Linked DNA regions of Sus scrofa: region 1 is linked to region 2. A link is a contact called in public HiChIP or PLAC-seq data. All regions are on one chromosome and are shown on one strand. The core of a region is the stretch at or near the end of the contact, and the rest is flanking DNA. Distances in the headings are between cores, read along the strand shown. Region 1 holds the start of PHF11 (PHD finger protein 11). Region 2 holds the start of ARL11 (ADP-ribosylation factor-like protein 11).

What was found. HiChIP or PLAC-seq counts read pairs in DNA pulled down with a chosen protein or histone mark.
Region 1: an H3K27ac HiChIP or PLAC-seq map of alveolar macrophages shows a contact between it and region 2. The contact joins the promoter of PHF11 here to the promoter of ARL11 in region 2. A contact is called at or near these places in 2 of 5 promoter capture datasets (fetal liver and liver), 1 of 47 Hi-C or Micro-C datasets (liver) and 2 of 2 datasets of contacts at active chromatin or transcription factors (alveolar macrophages and skeletal muscle).

Annotation. Positions count from the first base shown.
Region 1 is chr11:18,249,697-18,253,880 of Sscrofa11.1, forward strand. PHF11 (PHD finger protein 11) reads right to left here and starts at 2,275. Exons shown (of 10, transcript NM_001244327.1): 1 at 2,153-2,275. The coding sequence starts at 2,234. It overlaps SETDB2 (histone-lysine N-methyltransferase SETDB2), which reads right to left. Exons shown (of 14, transcript XM_013980508.2): 14 at 2,829-4,184.
Region 2 is chr11:18,097,831-18,101,854 of Sscrofa11.1, forward strand. It overlaps ARL11 (ADP-ribosylation factor-like protein 11), which reads right to left and starts at 2,595. Exons shown (of 2, transcript XM_005668400.3): 1 at 1,831-2,595; 2 at 1-1,088. The coding sequence starts at 1,029. The coding sequence ends at 481. The region is part of intron 3 of EBPL (emopamil-binding protein-like); the gene reads left to right.

The DNA of each region.
Region 1 (4,184 bases), core at 1,025-3,524, 150 kb after region 2:
TCTCATCTCCCTGCTTCTGCTTTCCTCGTCACGGCTCCACTTCACTCTTCGTGCCAGTGATCTCTCTAAAATGTACATTGGCTCACATTTCCTTCCTGCTAAAGACTCTTCTCTATCCCCTGAAGAATAGAAGCCAAGCTCTCTAGTAGTACGGCTCATTCATTCTTTTAACAAATACTTAATGAGAATCCACTATGTATTGTTTTAGACACCAGAAATAAAGCAGGGAATAGATGTGAATTTTTTTTTTTTTTTTTTTTTTTTTTGCCTTTTCTAGGGCTGCTCCCGTGGCATATGGAGTTTCCCAGGCTAGGGATCTAATGGGAGCTGTAGCCACCAGCCTACGCCAGAGCCGCAGCAACACAGGATCCGAGCTGCATCTGCAACCTACACCACAGCTCACGGCAACACCGGATCCTTAACCCACTGAGCAAGGCCAGGGATGGAACCCACAACTTCATGGTTCCTAGTCGGATTCATTAACCACTGAGCCATGACGGGAACTCCTAGATGTGAATTTCAACTCTCATAGAACTTACATTTTTGTAGTAGAGACAAACATCAAACAAGTATTATTTTTCAGGCCAGGGTTAAGTGTTACGAAGAAAAACAGAGCAGGGGAAGGAAGGGTAGAGATTAATGACGGTAGGGGAAGGGCTGTTCTAACAGCATGGGCAGGCAAGGGTGTGAAGGTACATTTGTGCAGAAACTTGAATATGGTGGGAAGGCGAGAAATGGGCTGCAAAGAGAAAGACTGAGACTAGTGCACTAGATGGGAGGCAAGGAGGAAAGAGAGGCACAGAGGGTGGCACTAGGGTTTTAGCCTGAGCAACTGGGCAAACAGGATGGGGAAGACTGGTGGTGGCTGAGCAGGTTTGGAGTAAGTGGGTGTGTGTAGGCAAATGGGAGTTTACTTTGGGATATAACCAATTCGAGGTCATTCCAGGCATTGATGAAGCTGGTTATGAGTCTGGAGTTTGGGGAAAAAGTCAGGACAGAAACTCATCCTCAGTAACTCATCTTGCATTCTGTATACACACTAGCTAAATGAAATAGCCAAGTGCCTGGCTGGTGTCTTCACTTGTTTGGACTGCCTTTTCAACCTTTCTACCTCTGACTGGACTGGGCATATCGAAGTGCCCAGGCCAGGGATGGAATGAGAGCTGTAGCTGCCAGCCTGCATACACTACAGCCACAGCAACTCTGGATCCAAGCAAGCCACGTCTGATACCTACACCACAGCTCACAGCAACGTCGCATCCTTAATCCACTGAGGGAGTTCAGGGATCGAACCCTCGTCCTCATGGATACTAGCTGGGTTCCTCAACCGCTGAGCCACAATGGGAACTCCAACCTCGGGTTGACTCTTGCCCTTTAAAACTGATAGGGCTTTCTTTGAACTGAGGAATAGGCTGAGTTGGAGGAGCATCTCATCTGTGTCTCTGTGGTTCTTAGCAGGTCACACATGAGTAGCCTATTAGATTCTTCAGCGCTGAGCGAGCCTAACTCATCTCTGCAGCCCGCCACGTGGCCCTGAGCCTGCAAGTGGTAGGAGCTCTCCAGCTGTTGTTGAAGCGCAGAGAGGAGCCCACTCAGATTTGCCTCACTTAAGGAGAGGGCCACAGAGGACCTGAACTACTGAGTGGGTATAAGGGAGTGATTCCATAACGTCACATTTTCAGTGCGAACTTTCCAAACTGCTTCCTGAGTCCCAGCGGACCCCTTCTCTTCTAGAGGGGGCCACGACCAGGCTACCTCGGCCAGGGCATCGCTCCGGCCGCACTGTTTGAGGGGTGGGTGGAGCCGCGTTGGGAGAGTAAACCCACAGGCGTTTCCTTTCGTTTCCCAGCTTTCGTTTCGCTTCGGTTTCGGTTTGGTCCCAGCGCGGCAGGGCTGTGGCTGTGGGCTGTCCTATCAGCGGTGGTCGAGCTGAACCGAAAGCAAACACTCCTCCCTAGAAGCCGCAGGGTACGGTCTGGGCGCAGAGCAGGGCGGTGGACGCCCAAAGCCGAGCCGCTGCGGAGCTAAGAGCTGCGCGCCGCGTCGCGAGGCGGGTCGGGGGCCCCCAAGTGGCAGCGACTAGAGGGCGGCCCTGGGCCCGGACTGTCGCAGCGGGACACCGCCCGCCCCTCCCGTCCCGCTTGGTACTCACCAGTCGGGAGCGGGACCCCGTCCTCGGCCGCGCACCGGCCGGCCCGGGCCGCCTTGGGATCGGAGGGCCAAGCCGCGTCCATGGCTGCGCCCTGCGCCCGCGCCGACGGAAGTTCCTTTTGGTGAGATTCGAAATTCGTGCTGATTTATTTCCGCTGCCCGGGGAAAGTCCCGCAGGAAGCGACGCAAAGGGTTTGCTGGTAGGGTTTTCAAACGGGAACTCGCAACTTCTCCAGATCCGAGTCTGAACTCGATTTTTTTGTTTTTAAAGCACGCTTGGCGCTCCCCACCCTGCCCCCACTTTCCGAATGGTTGGAGGAGAGGTGGTGGAAGCCTTTGGACTCAGCTGGAGAAATGACTGCTTTTCTGAGGGTCTACCCATTCTTTTCTTATTTTTTTAGGGCCACACCGATGGCTTAGGGAAATTCCCAGCCTAGGGGTAGAATCAGAGCTGCAGCTGCCGGCCTACGCCGCAGCCAGAGCGATGCCCACCCTTAACCCACTAAGTGAGGCCAGGGATCCAGCCTCATCCTCAGGGATACTAGTCGGGTTCATCACCACTGAGCCAGGACAGGAACTCCCAGTTTACCCATTATTTTCTACAAATGTATCACACCAAGTTTGGCCTAAGTAGGCCTAGCATAAAGTGGACGCAGAATTAACTGAGCACGATTCCATTTGCCAGTTGCAAGTCTTTATTTTAGCACCCATGGGGTACACAGCACCATACAAGACGAGGTTTTCGGTGCATGGAACAAATACACATGTAGAGAACATGAACGCATATAATTAAATTACAGCTCAAAAGTAAGTTGTTCTGTAAAAGAAGCATATAATGGTGGTTTGCTGAGTAACTAATGAAAGGAAAAACTCCTGGAGGTCTTGCTTTTTGAGCAGGTTTTAAGAAGAGGAAATGAGGCAAATTGGGGTCAGAAAAGAGAAACAATATTAAAAAGGATAACTTGGAATAGTCTTGACAAACATAGAAATGAATTACAGAAGCAAGAGTGTGGAGCTGTGAAACAGGGAAAAAAAAGCAGGCTCTGGCAGCAACTTTTTTTTTTTTTTTTTGCTTTCAAGCCAGCAGGTGGAAGCATACTCCTTGCCAGGTTAAAAAAAAAAAGCCCTAAAGAGACTGAATTGGAGATTAAATAGCCCAGCTAGGTCATAGCAAAGCAGCTGAAGAGCCCCTTCCCCCACTCTCAGTTTATAATCTCAGCTTTTCCGTGTTCCACTGTTAAGTGTGAGCTGACTGCCAAGATCACTAACTGAGGAAAGCCTAAAACATGAAGTACAAAAACCAAAGGAAACATACAGGGAAAACAAAGAAACAAACCTTGGAGGTCACAGAAATACAGATATGAACGCCTGTATGTGTGTGTTACATGATAAAGCATTTTCAAAGAGATAAGATACTACAACCATGAACCAAAAATAAGACACTACTAAAGAAAAAATATTCAGAAAAGAGCTCTAGAAATTAAAAAAATGCGACCCAGCCCCCTCCCCCCAAAAAATCCAATAAAATACGCCCACCACAATAGACAAACTGGAAGATTAAGTTGAGTATATCTCCCAGAAAGCAAAGCAAGAAGAAAAAGCTGGAAATTAAAAGAAAAAATTTAGAGAACCAATCCTGGAGTTCTAACATTGGGATAATAGGAATTCCAGAAAGAGAGAACAGATAATGAATCATTAAAGAAATAGTTCAAGAAAATTTCTCGGCAGAGTTCCCTTCGTGGCTCAGAGGTTAATGAACCCCACCAAAATCCACAAGGATTCAGGTTTGATCAGTGGGTTAAGGATCTTGTGTTGCCATGAGCTGTGGTATAGGCCAGCAGCTGTAGCTCCCATTTGACCCCTAGCCTGGCAACTTTCATGTGCTGCGGGTATGGCCCTAAAAAAAGAAAAGAAAAAAGAAAGAAAATTTATCTGAACTGAAGAACAAACTTTTCAGATTGAAAGATTGCACCAAGCACCTGGTACAAGGGATGAAAATGGACCCTTACTGGGAACAGAACACTGGGACAAAG
Region 2 (4,024 bases), core at 1,345-3,844:
AGATTCCGCAGAAGCCGACTCTATCCTGCCGGCCCTGGCCGCCTGCTCTCAGAGTGATGGTGGCGCATACCCGGGGGCTACCAGGGAAATCGCAAATAAGACCGTGACCTTGTCCAGGTGAGATGCTGACTTGATTTTGAAACCTCTGTCCCTCTGTGAATTTGTCTGAACTGTTCTGCAACCACAGGTTCTGTTACCAGAGTTCACAGTTGTTACTAAATGAACTATGTTGACGTACATGGTTTTCCTTAGAGTAACATTATGCAAAGAATACTTGATTTTCAGTATAAATACTGGTGACAATAAGGCCCAAGACGAAAATATTCTGTCCAAGCGCAGGAGGATTCCTTGTGTGAGAAACCGAATTTGAGATGCCCCGAGATTAGCGGGGCTTCCGGTCCCCACGGGCTTCCGGTCCCCACTGCTTCCGGTCCCCATGCTCTGCCCAGGTCAGGACTTCCGCTCCCTGCCCACCTGCACTCACCTGGCCATGCAGAGGCTGCAGGATTTCAGGAGGCTCCTTAGGCTCTCCAGGGCCTCGGGCAGCCCCGCGCCGGTGAGGGCGCTGCAGGCCCGCAGGTCCCAGGAGCGCCCCAGGAAGCCCTGCAGGCCCAGGCGGTCTCTGATCTCCGGCAGTGACAGGGCTTGGGGCACCTCCTGCTTGTTGGCCAGCACCAGGAGGGGGACACTGGCCACGCTGGGGTCGTCCAGGACCTCCCTGAGCTCAGCCACCGCCTCAGGCAAGCGGGCTTCGTCTGTGCTGTCCAGCACATACACGAGGATGTCTGTGCCCTCCAGGTGGTCCTTCCAGCTGGCCCTGAGCTGGCTTTGTCCCCCGACGTCCCAGAGAGTCAGAGACACATGTCCAGGCTCCTCCAAAGGCTCCACGTTGAAACCCACGGTGGGCAGCGTCTCCACCAGCTGGTAGCCCTTTAGTCTGTACAGGAGGGTGGTCTTGCCGGCCGAGTCCAGGCCCATCATCACCACCTGGGCTTCCGCCCTGTGACCTCGGGAGCTCACAGACCCCATGGCGGCCCCTGCCAGACCCTAGGGGAGAACGGCCGGGTGCACACATCAGCTATTCTTTTCTGTAGGAACACAAATTCATGCAGGCACATGGAGGAAGGGTTTCTATGGCCAAAGTAGGGAAGCATGTCAGGTTTCAAAGACAGGCCTGGGCTCTGAAAGGGCCAGGAAGTAGGGGTGGGTGAATCAGCTGACCCATCTCTCCCGGCTGCCTCCTACAGAGCGGAGCCCCCCGCCCCAAGACATGGAATGTAGGCTCACATTCCCTGTGGTTAAAGCAAGGAGGCACAACCAAATTCCAGCTAGACAAGCTTGGTTCAGTAGAAATGACTGAAAGATTCTTCCATTCCTGCTGGTCCGTGGCTTCTAGCCTCTCTTGTCCTCCTGGAAGCCTAAACCCTGAAGTGGAAGCTATCCTGGGGTCAGGACACAGAGGGAGGGGGACCGTCGGCTCATGGTAACTTCTGCTGCCTTTGGAACTCCCCATAGGACCAGGCTGCGTGTCCTGTAACAGTGGCTATTTATAAATACTGTTGACTGAGGACAGATGTACCAGTCAGGGCAAAGGGCTTTCCTCCAGTGTCTTACTGAGGTAAGTGACCTCTACAACATTACACATGAATTACAGGAATCCCAGATGCCAAGACTAAGACCTGATGCCAACTTAGTCTAGGGAAGCCTTGGCTGGAGCAGGTGAAGGAACATCTCACCCCCAGGAGTACATTTCTGTTGGCCCTGGAAGAAAATAAGACAGCCTCTGTTCGTTCCTCATGGCAGGCGTGGAAGAGTAAAAATTAAAATTACCTCAGTATTGGGAATTCCTGTTGTGGCTCAGCGGGTTAAGAACCCAGTCTCCATGAGGATGCAGGTTCAATCCCTGGCCTCGATCAGCGGGTTAAGGATCCAGCGTTGACGTGAGCTTCGGTGTAGGTCGCAGACGCAGCTCAGAGTTGCTGTGGCTGTGCTGTAGGCCGGCAGCTGCAGCTGTAGCTCCGATTGGACCCCTAGCCTGGGAACCTGCATGTGGTGTGACACAAGGTGTGGCCCTTAAAAAAAACAAACTACCCAATGTGATTAGACTGTGGCTGAAAGCTCCCCTGTGACCGTGTCCTCCCCTGCAGCTGCTTTCCACTGCTCAGTCAGGTCCCACGATTGAGAGGTGAGGGAAGTCTCGAGTGGCTGCTACTGGTTCTCCTTTTTCTGTTTCCCTTTCCCACGTGGTTGGGGGCAGGGCGAGCTCCGCAGGCCGTCTCTCTGCTCTGGCCCCTGGGAGAGAGCAGACCTGCTGGGGTCAGGCACAAAACGTCCTCAGTAACACCTGCTTCTTAGCAGCTCAGACTCTATGCTGCAGGGAGGGCCCCCCGTTCAGGACCACATCTGCGTTTGCTGTTTCTACTGCTCTTCCTCTCACCATCCTGTGATCCTCTTGGTGGAGGAATCTGAGAATCCCCCCTTTTCCCTCAGCTCAGTGTGTTTCTGGTGCCTGGAGATTCTTTTATTTGCTTGGAACCATGTGTGCTTACAAGCTGCCCAAATAGGATTAAAACCCTGTAGGAGTTCCCATCACGGCTCAGCGGTGACTAGCATCCGTGAGGTGGCAGATTCCATCCCTGGCCTCGCTCAGTGGGTTAAGGATCCAGCGTTGCTGTGAACTATGGTGTAGGTCGCAGACACGGCTCGGATCCTGCGTTGCTGTGGCTCTGGTGTAGGCCAGTGGCTACAGCTCCAATTGGACCCCTAGCCTGGGACCTCCATATGCGGCCCTAAAAAGACAAAAAGACAAAACCAAAAACAAACAAAAATAAAATACTCTTAAAAATTAGGTTTAATGTTGCAGGTAAACCAAAATGTGTGTGTGTGTATCACATATACACATACATATGTGTGTATATAAATATATATATGTTAAACCATAAAAATTAAAAGTTATGTTAATGAGGTGGAACTAAGGGTGATTAAGCTTATTGCTTAATTTTTTTTTTCTTGAACAATGTCATTTTGTTTTTCCCAGTAAAAAAAAAAAATGATACTTCCAAAAAATAGAATTTTCCAAAAAATTAACCACTCAGAAGCCTTTGCTTCTGTAGCAGATTCTGACTTGGCTCTGGAGCTCCAGTGACTTGGCGCTCATAGCTGGTAACAGTTCTGCTTTCTGGCACATTCTTTACTAAATCGTCAAGGACCAAGATGGGGGTTGGGATTCTCTCATTTTACTAATGAAGAAATGGCTCAGACGGGAGAGAGAATTTGTTCATGATCTTGCTGAGATTTATAATTCATCTCTCTTTCATTGTATCGTGTTGCTCACTGAGAAAGTGCTTTGCAAATGGCGAGCCCCTCATTGTAGCGGCTGTCGTTGTAAGGTGGCTATATTTTAACAGGAGGAAGCGATTGGGAAAAATTGGAAACACGGGCACCACTATGTCATGTTGTTGATGTCACTGTCCTTTTGGGTTTTGGGGGGAGCCTGTGGTTCTGGCTACAGTCGTTTTGGTGAGAAACTGAAGCATAATGGAAGGGATTTAGAGGTAGAATTATAGTCAAAGAAAAACCACAGCAGAACAATGGTTAAAGTGGTAAAAAAAGAAAAAAAAAAAAAAGGTTTTATTCAGGACTATTGCAGAATAGTCCTGCAATAGGGGAAGAGACCTTCGTGCAGAACTGGGCTCCATTCCGAAAAAAGCGTGGGCAAGTGGGGATTTATAGCCAAGGAGCTGGGGGTGGGGGCGGGTGTCAGTGGATATGGAAAATTACTAAGAAGAAGCATCAGGGGAGAGCAGGGTTCTGGCTAAACCGACCTAATGGGGTCTTCACTAAAGACAGGCCAAGGTGATCAGATTTCATCTGGGGGGCGGTGGAGAATTAGCGACCTGATCAGATATGGAGGGTGGAGATTCGGATTATTGCTAAAACCAGATTTTATAAGGACGTGCGCTGTCTTAAAGCAGCCCAGCACTGTCTGGAGGGCGCTTGTCTGTCTTGCCTGTGGTGCTGGGCG